Linked DNA regions of Cricetulus griseus: region 2 is linked to region 1. A link is a contact called in public Hi-C data. All regions are on one chromosome and are shown on one strand. The core of a region is the stretch at or near the end of the contact, and the rest is flanking DNA. Distances in the headings are between cores, read along the strand shown. Region 1 holds the start of Smco4 (single-pass membrane and coiled-coil domain-containing protein 4). Region 2 overlaps Deup1 (deuterosome assembly protein 1).

Region 1 (7,709 bases), core at 1,418-3,917:
CAAAAGAAACACACTTTGGCCCTACAACCAGAGCCAAAGAAATGCACCCTGACCCTGAAATTAGAGCCAACAGGTTAAAAAGACCCAGTGAAAGAAACACACTTTGGCCCTGAAACCAGAGCCAAATCTTACCCTGAATCTGAGCAGAAAACCAACCAGTCCTTGACACAAGGGACTCAGGGACTGAAATCTGACCAATCCCCACCCTGGAAATCTTCTCCCCAGAAAACTCTGCCCCTAAGAAGCCCTATAAAAGCTCTGTGCCTGTTTGGCGCTCTTTCCACCCTGGCAGAGTCAGCCACTCTCCTGGACTCTTTTCTCCCAATAGATCTCTCTGGAGCAGGGAGGGAGCCTGGGAGGAGCAGAGCAGGGCTGTAACACTTTTGGGGGTAAACCTTCCCCTAGCAAAGTGGCGCTTTTATGTTTCACTCCACACCTCACAGGACCTGCGCTGAACTGTAACAACTTCTACAGGGAAGCCCTCCCCTGCTGGAGCAGAGCTGTTACACTGGGGAAGCCTTTCCCTGGAGCAGGGCTGTAAGCTGCTATGCTTACTGTTTCCCGTCTCAGCTGTAACACCCAGTATTCTGTGGCTCCTGAGTGCCAGAATCCCTTCCTATCCTACCTGCTGTAATGCTTACAATGCTTGGTAACTACACTGATAACGTTTTTTATGAAACACCTGTGTGCTCTAGAGATTGACTTATAGACTGGTCATTCCTTCTTTTTTGTTTTTGTTTTTCAAGACAGGGTTTTTCTGTCATTCCTTCTTAAAGGACTGGTCATGGAAGCTCTGGAGAAATCTTGTGCAAGAGCCACAGCTCTTAATAAACTAATAAATGTGTTACCACATAAGAGTGGCCTTGCTCCCAGGGTTGTCTTTGCTAGTCAGGTGACAGAGCCACCGCCCTGGGCTTTAAGGAAGTCCTTAAAGTGGTGGTGACACACCTTTAATTCCAGCACCAAGGAGGCAGAGATAGTGACCCGCCTGGTCTACAGTGAGAGTCCCAGGACAGCTAAGGCTGCACAGAGAAACCCTGTTTTGGAAAAAAAAGAAAAAACAAACAAACAAACAAATAAACCAACAAAACAAAACAAACAACAATAACAAAACAATGCAAAGATGTTCTCAAAAGAAAAAAATATAGTCTTTTTAGGGGCTAAAGAGATAGCACAAAAGTTAAGAGCACTTGCTGTTCTCCAGGGGACTCAAGTTTTAGTTCCAGCACCTTCAAAATGGCTCAGAACCTCCTGTAACTGAAACTCCAGGGGATGATCTGGTGCCCTCTTCTGGCCTCCTCGGAGAACACATACATACATGTAAATAAAAATTAACCATAAAATGGCCTTTATTTTCTGCCTGTGTCCCTGTGTGTCTGCAAGTACATGTGGAGGTCAAAGGTCAACACCAGTGGTCTTTCCTCTATGGTTGAGACTTGCTTTTTGTGAAAGGGTCTCTCATGGAACCTAAGAGCTCAGCCTTTTAGGGGGAGAGAGAGAAAGAGAGAGAGAGAGAGAGAGAGAGAGAGAGGAGGGAGGGAGGGGGGAGGGAGGAGGGAGGGAGAGAGAGAGAGAGAGAGAGAGAGAGAGAGAGAGAGAGAGAGAGGAGAGAACACACACACACAGAGAGACAGAAAGAGAGGAGAGAACATTATCCCCAGCATTTATGGGGTGCAAGGACCAGAACTTGACCCTAATGCTTGGGTGGCTGGTACTTCACTGAATCACCTTAGACCCCAAAGTAGCTTTCTTATTCCTATGTGTGTCCATCCTTTGATAGACCAGTAATAGAACAAATAAGCACCACGGCTATACTAAGCGGGAGGCATGATCTCTGTGGATCTTCAAACCACAACACTAGAAAGTAGGTTTCATGATATAGATAAGTTCTTTTTTGGGAAAAGGAGATTAGCTTTCCTGAGATGGTTCAACTTTTAAGTGGTTGATTTAAACCACTGTGTGTTTGTCCACACGTCCTTAGTAACATTTAGCTTAGGGCCTTGTGGGGCTTTAATACTGATGAGATAAGGAGCAAGAAATCCCATTTTGTTTATAAGCTGAACATGTGGGCACATGTATAATTTACAAGAAACAAACGCTCATCGGAGCATCCCCTTGTGAAAATCTACTTGGATGGCAGGGGAAGATCTGTGTTTTTATTTTGCTTCCTCATAAACCCCAGGCACAAACACAGGACAAACTTCCGCCATCAGGCACTGACCTGCACCAGATATAAAACTGTGCAGCTTCTTGAATGTACCCAAGGACCACCTGAACACAGTTCCGCAAGGGTGGCCACGCGAGGAATCCAGCGCCTCTGTTCACAGACCGCTTGGCAGGACAAGCTCAACTCTCCATGTAGAACATACTCCCAACCCCCTAAACCTTCCCTTCTTCCTCAACAATGGCGGAGGTGCGTCTGGGTGTACCTGGCCTGTTGGCAGTTGACCATGCAATAAAGCACTTCGCTTTTGCAAGACAGACCCCCGCCTCCCCTTCACTGGTTCCTAGACTCAGGGTGCGTCAGGCTTGGCCGCCTCCGCTGGGCCTGCCAGCCAGCCACGCGTGCGTCTGCATCTGGCGGCGGGCCAGGCATTCAGGCCTGCGGGGCGCCCGCGGGGTGCAGGGTGCCGCGTGGCCCGGCCCGCGTTAGGGTTAGGGCGCAGGATTCGGCTTCCCGGCGGCAGAGGGCGCCTGGCGCCGCGGTCCCGCGCCCTGGAGCCGCCCGCGAGGCGCGAGCAGAGGCGAGGCGGGCGAGCGGCGGCCCCTGCCACGTACCCGGCCGTGCGCGGCGGCGGCAGGTGGGCGCGGGGGCTGCGGGGACCGCGCGGCTCCGAGCGGGGCTTCGGTGCGCGGTGCGGGAGGCCGGGGCGCCGCGGGTGGCGCGCGCTGGCGGGCGGGACGGCTCTGCGCTCCCCGCCGCGCCTTCCAGGCCGGGCCGGGAAAAAGTTGGGGCGGCTCGCTGGCCTCGGGGACCGGGCGGGAAGTGCGGCACGGGCGGCCGAGGCCCCCCGCGGACACACGCGCGGCCCGCAGAGGGGCGCGTGTTTGCAGGTGGCGGCGGGCGGCCGGGGAACCCAGGAAGGCGGCGGGGACGAACTGGCCTCTATCCCCGCTGCGGCCCAGGGGGCCCGGCCCAGAGTTGGGGGCCCCTCGTGGCGTCCGGGGCCCCCGTGGGGCAGGAACTGAGCGTGGTTTCCTGCGTCGCGGGCTCCAGAACCGCCCCTCCCGGTGCCTCATTCACCTCACACTGCGGTGCGTTTGTCTTGGGGAAGTTGAGCGGGCCGCGGAGTGAACGGTATGTGTAGGGTGTTCTGAGGAGACTGGGATGGGACCGCATGAAGCACGCACACCCACCCACCCTCTCATTCCCTGCTCAATGCTGCGAAAGTCTGGGCCCCCTAGCGTTTAAGAGATTCCCGGGGCTGGGCCAGCAGCTGCCCAAAAAGCCACACAGCACATCCAGGCATAGTGTGTGGACATGGCTTCTGCTTTTCGGTCGTTGGATACTTCCCAAATAAGGTTTCAGCGGATGCCCATGAGTTATTAGAACAACCTTTGTGGTGCCCTTTGATGAACCAGATGACCCCCACCCCCACCCCCAAATAAACTTAGTATTCAAGACACCTCTATGCCCAGTCCAGTGCAGCAGCACACAGCTGTGGGCCCAGGCCAGGGGCCTCTTGAGTCCTTGGGAGAATCTCAGTGTGTCAGTAGGACATGACCTTGGGTGAGCCCTCTGGACCTCAATGTTGTTACCTGTGCAATAGGAGTAAAAAGCCAGATAATTTCTAAGAGGCAGAAATAGGTTTCTGAGGGACACTGAAGCCTTGTCTGACTTGCAGGTTCCTGTGTGCACATATGTTTGTTTCTACTTGCTCTCAGGAAGAAATTAGGATACTGTTAAAGGGAAGCAGAAGCTAAAAAGATTGACCACACAAAGCAAAAAAGTAATTATTGATAGTAGTTGTACATTGTGAGTGCTGTGCTCATGCAGGCAGTGGCTGCTCTGGGCTGCCCATTTGTTTTTGCTGTAAAACTGCTCCTAAAGCTGATAACATGCTGAACATATTACCCATGGGCATGAATGGTTTCTTTTCTTAGCTTCAAGTCTGGGGTGGTCGCTCAGTTGGCTTGATGGAGCCCTCCCTCAAGGACATGTCCGGATCTCATTATCCTGTTTGACTGAGCCTTGAGCAACTGCAACCCTGCTGTATCTTCTATTCCAGCTTAGAAGTGGTGGGGCTGATGTCCTATTGCATGTGGTGTTTCTGAACTAAGCTGATTTCTTTCAAGTGAAAGTAGTAAATAAATAGGCATGCGGTATGCCTGGGTGCAGCTGTTAAAAATAGCTTCCAGTAGCAGTGTATGCTGTGTCTACACCATTTCATTTCCCAGTCAAACCTAGGGCAACCCCTCTCCTGAACTTGGGGAAAACAATTTTTGGGTGCTGAGGGCAGTCACAGAATCCCGGTAACCAGGACTAACCAGCTTATTAATGTTCTCCTGTCCACTTGCACTCCCAGCTTCCAAATCCACATGTTTGGCTAGTTTCTTGGGAGTGGCAGTAACTATTAAGATAGTGTAAAATGGTATCTTAAACACATAAGGGCTTGACTAATTCCACCCAGCCCTTAAGATATGAGCAGTGTGTGCATGTGTGAATATGACTTTAACAGAGACGCTAAATTAACAAAAATCATGTTTTCAGCATAGTTACCATTTGGCCCCTGATGCTTTTTAGGCTTGGTTCACGGGTGAGAAAGCAAAGCCTTTGGTAGTGATGGGAAAGCAATTATAGGTATAAAAGGTTGCCATCTCTAAGTGATATCACACACCTGAAAATCAACATGCTGTCTTACTCAGGATGTTGGACCATGAGCACTGGAGGACACTGGGAGCCGCCTGTGAAGTGGATCTTGGGAGTATAGTATAAGTCCTGACTGAGCCCTTGGCCTCACCTCTGGCCTGAGATCTGCTGGTGTGAAAGGAGCCATGCTGCCTTCCCTCACCTGTAGGGAAGGCTGGCCCCTCCTCTCTCCTCGCTCAGGCACTCCAGATAATGGGATTGATTAAGTCTTCCAGTAGGAATTGTCCTCAGGGGAGAAAGGCTTTTTAAAGTACATTTTTGTCCTTATGAATAATTCCTCCAGCTCCTGCCTCCCACACCAGTCCCAGCACACACAGAGCACATCCCAGGGCCTTGGGCTATGCATGGGTTCAAGAAGGAACTGAACAAAATCAGAAGCCAGAAAGGGTTGGTCCTGTGTTGGGAGATGGAGGTGGTTTGCTTAGTTTCTGGATTTGTGTTCTTTTTTTGGTCAAGGAAAAGATAACTGAATTTGGGAGCTTCTGGGGGCCCTGAAAGTGGTTGAATATATGAGAAGGCATGGGCAAGAGGCCATGGAGGACCTGAATCTGGCTGACAGTAGGTGTGGAAGCACTTTCCACCCAGTCCTCCAGCCCCTCTGCTGGGGCCTTGATGTTTTGCACTCCAGGCAGATTGTGACTGGCCTTAGTGGCAGCATCAGTGAATTTCTGTAGTTAGTTGTGTGCCGAAAAGGAAATTAAATTCCAAGAGGGTGTTTGTTGTGATGGATGCCAGGATTTTTATTAGGATATAGTCAGTCTATAAAAGTACCTCCTAATTCCCTGAAGATATTTATTAAAAAATAGTTTTTAAACCATCGAAATGTCTCTATTGTGAGTCTTTGAAATGTCACCCTTCTAAATTTTTGAAACAAATGAGATCCAAAGCATCCCAGGAATTTATATTTTAACCTGTTCTTTCCCCATTCTTACGTTGTTTTAGTAATGAGTTCATTTTGGTTTCTTGTACATTTAATAGCCCAGTTTTTACATCTTAGAGTTTGCCTCTGCCCTCTCTCTGTTCTTGTGGGTTAATTCTTGCTCACTGATTGTGCAGGAGTGGTGAGGAAATAAAGAGGATGGTATACGATACTAGGCTGCGGACAGCCATGGAGTTGGTCACTCTTGGAGAGCTAAGATGTCATGACGTGATCTGGACAACATACCGAGAGGCCCATCTCATAATCCACAAAGCATGTGTACTGATGACTTACAGACACATGTATGTTGCAGATATGAAAGTCTGGTCATGCTGTCACAGATATGGTGATGGTTCTGAGACACGTGTCCACCAAATAGTCAGCCTTGGACCATGGCCTGTGCTTACATCAATTCTGGGAAGGTGGGGCTGTGCTCACTCTGCTGAGGACAGGATAGGGTCGATGTCTTTGTAGATTGGGAGATTCATCATTAGAAAGGGGCAAGTCTTTACATGCAGTGTTAAGCACAGCAAATGGAAATTAGCAGAGAAAAGAGTCCATTAATATAGTGGGCTCAAAACACAGCCCACCTGAAAAACATGGTGCCGTGGCCCTGTGATGGGGGAAAGGTGCACAGTGAATGGGGAGATCTTGGTCTCTGGATGATGGGATTCAGAGGAACCATTCCTTCCTGCTGCTCATCCTTCTCACACCTTTCATTTCTGAGCCTGGTGATGCTGAGAGGAAATCTGCAGTAGAGTAGCAGGCATAGTTTCTGTTGGTGTCTCAGAGTGACCAGAAAGGCCTTCTCGGTGGCTACCCTCTGACCTTATTTTTTCCAGAAGCTTTTCAGGATTGAAGTTGATCTCCTTAGACCCCACTTAGGAAGATACTGTTTGAGCATTTAAATGAAAGTGCTAGAGGCAGTCTAGTTTCAAGTGGTTTGCATCCCCGAAATTGGTGGTCACCAAGCAGACATGCTAGGGTTAGTTAGTCCTCAGTTCTTTGTGCTTGCCTGTGTGTAATTGTTGGGAAAAGTGGTGATGATACATTTACTGTGGTCAGTGGCCAACTCCAAAGAATGGAGGTTATTTTTCCCTAGAGCAGCAAGTGGTTCTCAACCTTCCTAATACTGTCACCCCTTAATACAGTTCATGTTGTGATGACCCTTAGCCATAAAATTCTTTCATTGCTACTTCATAACTGTAATTTTGCTACTGTTATGAATTGTAATGTAAATATCTGATATGTAGGATAGCTGCTGTGTGACTCCCGAAAGGGTCAAGACCCACAGGTTGAGAACTGCTGCCCCAATGCTGTAGCCTGTGCAGCAGAGTCTGGCAAACTCAGGTGGAACAGTTTATGAGCCTTGGGATTTAGGTGAATGGAATTCTCAAATGGAACACACTGTTCACACATCTTGGATCATCTCCCTTCATCTGTGCTGAAGATGGTAGTTAACTTGCTTATGGCCCTCTGTTGTCTGGATTGCATCTCTGTTTGTCCTGGTTCCGGTCAGGCTGGGGATCGGTTACCCAAGTTCTGGCTCTGTCTGGGCTGTGTTCTTTATGAAGAAGTAGCTGACTTACCTGTTGGAACTCTGCACAGCTTCACAGCACGTGTCACAATCTCTGCTGGGAGACGCTGTGAGTAGATCCACTTCAGCACTTACTGCTTGCCGCTTACTTTTTCTTTTGAAGGGGTGACCCTTGCATCATTGTTCTAAGGTGCCTCTTTTTGGTTCCCCCCAACTGTCGACTGCAGTAGCATCCTTGTCTGGGTGATAGGGCCCATGCTGTAGAAGAGTTATCCTACTGAAGGTAGTAGCTGTCTTGCCTACCTCGAGTGTTATGTCCAGTCTTTGCTGGCTTTCTTTTTTGAGGGGTGTGTGTGTGTGTGTGTGTGTTGTGGTCTGTTTGT
Region 2 (7,709 bases), core at 1,599-4,098, 110 kb after region 1:
AGATGTTTGAAAGAGGCAGAACCACTGATTTTTGTCATTAATCTTGAATGGAGAATCTTGCACATTTAAAAACAGGAGGGGTGTGTAGGATAGTAAATAAACATGAGCAGTGGGATATGTGTGCTGACACATTTCAGGGTTGCAGAAAGACAAATGATGTGCCTGGAGAAGATGCAGACACAGCTGGCATCTGCGACATATTAAATGACAGCAATTTAAATAGGGATAGTTGTCTTTTTGCATTTATATGCAAGATGTGGAACATTCTGTCAGGTGGCTAAAAGGAGAGGACAAATTTTTTCACAAATGCCTATTATGGTTCCAGTATTATTTACCTCTACTAATCCTTAATTGATAAAATGCAAATTTTGTAAAACAAATCTAAGGCCCATCTGTTTAGTTGGGAACTTGTCTAATGCTCTGAAAGGAGCACTGATTTTAAACCTTCAAATTAACTGGAAAGCTTAAACAAGGAATTCTCAGCATTCACTGAAAAGGACAGGTCATAAGTGTCAGCAGGAAATGAAACACGGGGAGGAGGGAAAAAAGCAGGGGACTTGGTGCTTTTTCCAAAGAGAAATCGTGAAACTTTTGAACCAAGTTACTTTTCAATTTTCAAAAATATTTTTATTAGGACAACAGATTTTTTTCCTCTTGAGCATGTTCCACAATCACTAGGTTTGCTTTTTTAATACCTGTAACTTATATGTGTGTATGTGTGTGCACATGCACAAGCTCATGTCTGTGGTATGTGAGTGCACATGGGTATGTAAGGAGGACAGAGATGGACCCTGGGTATATTCTATTGCTCTCCACTTTGTTTTATTTTATTGAGAAAGGGAGACAGGGTCTTTCACCAAACATGGAGCTCACTATCCAGCAAGACAGTCTAGCTAGCAAAGCTCTGTGGATCCTTAAGTCTGTCCCAACCCACTCAGCAAGCACTTTGGGGAACAGACTTGCAGGGATCAGAGCCAAAAAGGCCCCAAGTAGAGACAAAACACAAAGTTCTTCAGTCCATGCAGTGTGAACTGAAGCCCAGAGCAGAAGGTTTTGGAAGGACCTATAAAGATAATCTGCTTAATCACTGAGTGTGATCTGGCACAGGTTTCACCTGTGAAAACAGCAGTGAAATGTATGCTCACATTGACTTTAAACAGAAGGTAGGTCCAGTGTCCCATCCCAGAGAAGGAGAGAATCCTGCTGAGAGAAAACCAGCAGTTTTGCAAATAGCCCTCACAGGCAGGTGGGTAACTAGTAAACTGAATACTAGGAGACCCTGGCCAACCTCCAGGAAGACAATGATTAATCTTAAACTATGACAGAACCAGGGAAGATGCCATCACACCTGTCCTACATCTGGAGGATGCCTGGCTTCTTCAGTGTCTAGTATTTTCAGTTCAATCTGGTTTGTTTGTTTATATCCGTATTCAAATTAATGTTAGAATAATGCCTTTCTCCAGACAAAACTGGAGTTTAAGATGGGGGAGATGCAGGTCTCTTAGAAATATCACTGGGGAAGAGAATGTGGGAGCCTTGTGATCTGTCCCCTCCCAAATGCAGAGGAAGAGGGCATGGGGGAGAGCAGATGTGATGCAGATGTTTCAGGACAGTTCTTTAGGTGACACTGCAGTGTGGGGAAGAAGGGGCTGGCCCAAGACTAGGAAATGTTCCTGAGAGTTGAAGAGCAGAGTATCTCAGAGAATCAGGTCTGCTTAGGTAGTGAGCTTTAGGATGGGGAGAATGAGGGGAGCTGAGTGATGGGTTAGCTGAATGAAGACAATGGTAGAAACATCTGGAGGTGGGAAAGGAGGACTAGAAGCAGAGAAAGACTGGTAAGGAAGTTTCAAGTGTCTGAATTCACATGGGTAAGAAATGATTACGGGATAATAAGAGCTGGTTTTGAAGGGTGCTGTTACTAAATCTCCCTGCTCATTGCAAAAAGTAGAAAGAAAACAAAAAATGGCTTAAGGAAGACAAAACTGGGTACATACTTACCAGTCTATAAATCCGACAGTGTCACCACAACCTTCAGTTCCAGAAGACCGTTCTGCAGGGGTTTATGACCAAGTGTGATGATCCATTGGTGGGCCAAAGGCTTGCGTGCTATTGCCTTATTCTCCAAAGAGTTTGTATGAGCCAGGAGGTTGAAGCTTTGGGAAATGGGGTCCATTGGACTTCCAGCCTGTCCTCCTTCCCCTTTGCCATGGGCCATGAGGTTTTAGTTTACCCTGATCTCCTATCATGATGTTGTGCCCCACCACAGGCCATTCCCAAACCATGAACCTAAAGGAACCTTTAATCTTCATGGTTTACCCAGAGTGCTTTGGCTACAATGGTGGGAAGTGGACTAGCATGGAGAGCTCCCAGTGCTAAATCAAAGAGTAGCTCCATGCCTCTCACCAAAGTCTAACCCTGAATATAAGCCTGGAGGGGAAGAAGGTGGGTGGCCACTGGGGTATGGTTTTTAGGCACAAAGGTTTTTGACGGCTGTTCCGATGCACGGGTGATAATACACATTGTCACTGTGCTATTAAAAAACTCCAGAGGCTAAGATACCCATGAGATTACTGAATTTACTCAGGTGAGAATTACTTATGGAGGGAGCTCTGACCTGAGTTGACAGTGCAGTAGTAGAAATCTGTCATAAAACTGTCCGTATCAGCTGGCATCTGTGTAGCTCATCAATAGCTGGAAATGAAGCTGAAAGCATGGACCCTCACCTGGCACTGCCTCTGGCACATCTTCAGTTCTTGCAGAAGCTTCTGGTTTTCATCCTGTAACTTGTTCCTGCTCAGTGCTATTTCACTCACAGCCGATTTTAACTTTTCAATAATGAACTCATCTCTTTGGCTTGCCTCACAGCCAGGATCTGAGTCACACATCATGTGAGGGTTCTCAGGGCTGATGTCCTCTGGGCATTGCTTCTTACCATTTAGCTGAGTTTGGTAATTTTGTGCCTGTTTCTGAGAAATATGATAACTCCATAAATTGATTATTTAGGCTTCCATACAGGCAAAGAAGTAAGAGAATTAGTAAAGATATCTTTTAGTATTAAGCTTGGCCTATACAGTACAGTGTTATGCTTGTTTATAACTTCAATTTCAGATGATGTGAAGAAAAGATGCATTTGCATAACTTTGGAGCAGGGAAGGGGTCTGGAGGAGGACAGATCTCATTAATCAACAAAGACAATCTAGAAGCTATAATAAAAGAAAAATATTGATTCAATTACATAATAGTTGAAAATGTCTCTATGGTAAAGAAATAAAGACCAGAAACAGATTGAGGAAAAAAAAAACAACAAAAAAACAACAGTTGCTAACACATAACTGGTTTTAGTAATTCCTAATGTGCAAAACCTCTATGTTTTGATAGGAAAAGCAAGTGACACAAACCAAATGCACAGAGCGTGGGGGAACAATGCTAACAAGTGCATCAGGACATGCTCAGTCACACAGGGGGGTAAGGACATGTGAAACAAACCATACAGACATAAACTTTGTTTTGTGTTTTGTTCGTTTTTGGTGAGTCAGATTCCTACTATGCGAGGCAGGCTTGCCTCAAACTCATGAGCCTCCTCTCCTGCCTTTGGCCCCCAAGTGCAGGGTGTAAGCCCATTGAACCAATCAGACCTCTCCCCCAAGGACTTCTAACTGCCAGGTTCCACCCACAGAACACTCTAACTGTCCTAACTGCTGGACCCTGACCCCACCCTACAGAGTAACAAAGCCCAATCTCTGGACATGAAATCTCACCAATCTCCACCCTGGAAAACTCCACCCTGAAAAGTTCCCCCCTCTTCCCAAGAAACTCTCTCTATATAAGCCCTGTATCCTGTTCAGTTTACTGCTATTTCTCTCCCAAGCAGAGGTAGCCACCCTTCTGATTTTTTTCCTCTCAATAAATCTCTTGTGTGAGGTTTGTTGTTCGGTGTTGGCTGCCAGGATACCTTTCCATCTGAGCTGTAATGCTTACACAGGGATTGTCCAAACTACCTGGAAGCATATGTTGTCTAAAGACATAACAACACCAGACTTTGAGACACAGAGACTAAAATCATGGTCACAAAGTGCTCATGCACATGACTGTGCTGACATTAGACCCAAGATGACTGCTATCCCTCAGTTCACACTTCCATGAGTAAGTAGATTATTGAATACAAGGATGGCAGCAATTAACTTCTAATTGTATTTTCCAATTTAGACAATATAATTTAATAGTAATAATAATAAAATTTCATTTTACCTGGAATTGATTACATTTTTCAGATAGTAATTTCTGTTGAGCATCCAAAGATACTAGGTGAGTCTGATAGAGGATCTCTTGTTTGTCCCATTCCCTTGACTTTGTTCTAAACTCCTTTTAGAAGAGGGAAGAGGGAAATAAACAAAATTATTATACACTAAAAGTACAGCGAACAGAGTTTCTTTCCTTTGTGTATCTTCATTATGAGAAAAAATGTCTATTCTTTACCTATTAGGAAAGTAAACAAGAAAATGATGGAATTACACATTAATTGATTATTACAGGCTCTGTGTCCTACATCTGAATCACTTGGAACAGGGGAGTTTTGTTTCAGATTTGGGATTGGCATATTCTTAATGAGATGCCTTGGTGATGCTGTCCAAGTCTAAACACACATTCAACTGTTTCACACACCCCGTGTGTACTCTGCCAAAAGGTGATGTTATGTGCTATGTTTGATATACCCATGCTGTGGCCACCCATATTACTTGTGGCATTGTGTCATCGCTCAAAAAGCCTGGGATTCTGGAGCATTTGGGAATAGGAGTGCTTAACCTGTATATTCCAGTTTTCTTTGAGGAAATTATAGAATTTTTAACATACAAAGAAATAATAAACATATTGAAAGCACAGATCTCTCATATGGCAAAAGGAGAGTCAAACAACCTTCAGCATCAGCTGGCCCCTCCTATCCTTTCTCAGATGTTTCTCCCTTCCTCATTCGCAACACTTAGTCACTGGCCATTTGCTTTCAGTACTCAAGAGGCAGGGGCTGGGAGCTGGAGAGATGCTCAGAGATTAAGAGCCCAAACTGCTCTTGCAGAGAGTATGCAGCTCCAGGGGATCTGCCATCTCTGGCCTTAGCAGGCATCAGCATTCACAGGCATAACCCCCATAATTAAAATAATTCATTAAAGAGATGCCCTTTCTCAAGTTCTGTGTGATCAGTGTTTTGCCTCGTAACTACATATATTGAAACATAATGCTCACTGTCATGAAAGTGAAAGTTGGGCGTCCAGGAGGTTATTGAGTTATGTTCCTAGAGCCAGTGTGAGCTGGATTAGTGTCCTTGTAATAAAAGATTAAGAAATACAGGGATCAGGCCAGCCATGGTGGTACACATCTTTCATCCCAGAACAGAGGCAGGCAGATATCTTAGTTTGAGGCCAGCTTAGTCTAGAGAGCAAATTCGAGGACAGCCTGGGCTACACATAAGAAAGAAAGAAAGAAAGAAAGAAAGAAAGAAAGAAAGAAAGAGAAAGAAAGGAAAGGAAGGAAGGAAGAAAGAAAGACAGGAAGGAAGACAGGAAGGAAGGAAGGCAGGTAGGCAGGCAGGCAGGCAGGCAGGAAGGAAAGAAGGAAGGAAGGAAGGAAGGAAGGAAGGAAGGAAGGAAGGAAGGAAGGAAGCCAGGGGCCTGGGAGACAGCTCAGCTTGCAAAGCATTCATTGTGTAAGTCTAAGGGCCTGAGTTCAATCCCCACCTATTGTATAAAAATCCTGGATGGTGCATCAGTGCTCATCTGTAATCTCAGTGCTGGGAAGGCACAGGCAGGGGGATCTGGGTCCAGTCATTCTAGACAAACAGGGTCTCAGTGAGAGATACTATTTCAGAAAAGCAAAGTAGAAAGAGATGGGAAGATATCTGATGCAGACTTCTGGCTTCCACACATGCACACATTCTCATGAACACACACACCCATCCCCAACAAAAGATAAGTATTTCCTCCCATTCTCCCTATTTTCTGCTGTACAACCAGCAGGTAACTGTTGAACCAAGAGGAGACCCTCATCAGAATCTCACCATTGGCCCTTTGTCTAAGCTACCCAGCCTCTGCATTCTGCTGTAGTAGCCTGAGCTAATGTTGGCTTTATTGGCCCCTGGCTTTGAAAACCATTGTGAAGCTAAAATCAGCTCAGTTGGGGAACAGAGAACACATCTTATCTTGTACTTTATTCCCATGTATCAGTTGGGGAAGAAAATGTGGGACTAGCTGGATATAGTGTGCTTTGCTGCTCAAGTGCCCACTCAAGTAATGCAGTGTAGAGCACCATGGTACAATGCAACATGGAGAGCAACGGACATGGCTTCGGAGGTGCCAGAGATGTCCCTGCATCTCACTTCTGGCTGGGCTGGTTGCTGCAGTGTGCCTTTCTGTCCAGGCTTTAGAAGACTAGCATGGAGGACTGTATGCGCCAAGCTCTGCTTACAGTCCCCGGTTTGGAACTTCCATGACTAACCCCCTGTCCCACTTTTAAAGGAATATACAGTAAAGGAGCAGCATACACATAGTTTATATGTTTATATATTGTTTAAGCCATTTACAGTACCCAAGTACAGTAAAACTGTCACATAAAAGCCACCGGGATAGTTTTCCTATTATGTCAAGTTGGAACAAGTTGTGTTTGGCTGGAGTCCTTTAAAAATGGCTGCAGGGACTTGCTAGGCTATGCTGCACAAAAAACATGTTGATGCTGAGAATGCAAACTGTCGTGCTTAGAATGAGAAAAACAGTGCTTTTCATATTTCCTACACAGAAATGATTTTGAAGAATATTTGGGAAATTTAAATATTTTTTTTAATATAAAAGTCCTAATCAGTGAAGGAGGTCTGTAAGTGAGGAAGACTTTATAGTAATTAAAGGCAATCTGAAATTAAGTGGAGGGAATATGTCTGGGAAATGCAGGCACACACTTCACTGTCTAGGTGCATAAAAAGATCTTATGACAAACTCTATTAGGGTAATGGGACAGTCCACTTATGGACTGATTCCGACAATCAATGATGTAAATTAAGAATGAGTCCTCAGTAATAGTTACACATTTATAAAATTAGGTTCCAAATAGGTAACATTTAAAAATCAATGCAAGGTAGATATCAAGAATTTGATTTTCATATTTATGATGATGCCATGAGGAAACCCATTATTTTATATGCTAACTTTAGGAATTAATTAAAATATTTCTAATTAAAAACAACTCTTTGGGGAAAAATAGCAAAAAATAGAATAAGATTGGCTTAAACAGTAAATATGTTTTCCTTTTTTAAATGTTTCACACAGGATCTCATTGTTCAGCCCAAGCTGGCCTTGAACTCGAGGTCCTTCTGCCTTCACTTCCCAAGTACTGAAATTAAAGGTATGACTCACTTGTCTAGTTTAGAAAATATCTTTTAGATAATAAATATACTTATCATCACCTACCTAACACCTACAAATAACCTTAAATATTCCCCAGAATGCTTTAAGAGGAGGCAGTAGCATTAACCTTAGTTCATAAGGACTAAAAACAAGCATTGATGAGGTCTAGGATGGCTAGACAGTATCACAGACATATCAGTGGGAACTGATAACAGTTCAGATTCCTCCAGTAATCAGAGATCCATCTTTCAAGGTTAGGCAGCAAGCACGATGAATTCAGGAATGTGGGACTTCTTGAAGGTCAGCCCAGGGGAGTCTCCCAGT

Evidence for each region. Hi-C and Micro-C count contacts between places; a contact is called where the count stands out from the background.
Region 2: a Hi-C map of the CHO-K1 cell line shows a contact between it and region 1, with 3 times the contacts expected there. The contact joins the enhancer-like site here to the promoter of Smco4 in region 1. A contact is called at or near these places in 2 of 8 Hi-C or Micro-C datasets (both in the CHO-K1 cell line).

The regions. Positions count from the first base shown.
Region 1 is chr4:128,980,704-128,988,412 of CriGri-PICRH-1.0, forward strand. It overlaps Smco4 (single-pass membrane and coiled-coil domain-containing protein 4), which reads left to right and starts at 2,668. Exons shown (of 3, transcript XM_027410873.2): 1 at 2,668-2,801.
Region 2 is chr4:129,087,698-129,095,406 of CriGri-PICRH-1.0, forward strand. Deup1 (deuterosome assembly protein 1) reads right to left here. Exons shown (of 12, transcript XM_027410861.2): 4 at 4,249-4,362; 5 at 2,724-2,966. Among named protein-coding and RNA genes, the nearest start is that of Deup1, 12 kb to the right of the region's middle. Within about 2 kb of position 2,849, at least 3 of the 6 cell types and tissues checked have open chromatin away from gene starts, as enhancers often do. A contact at or near this core is called in the CHO-K1 cell line, where this site is marked.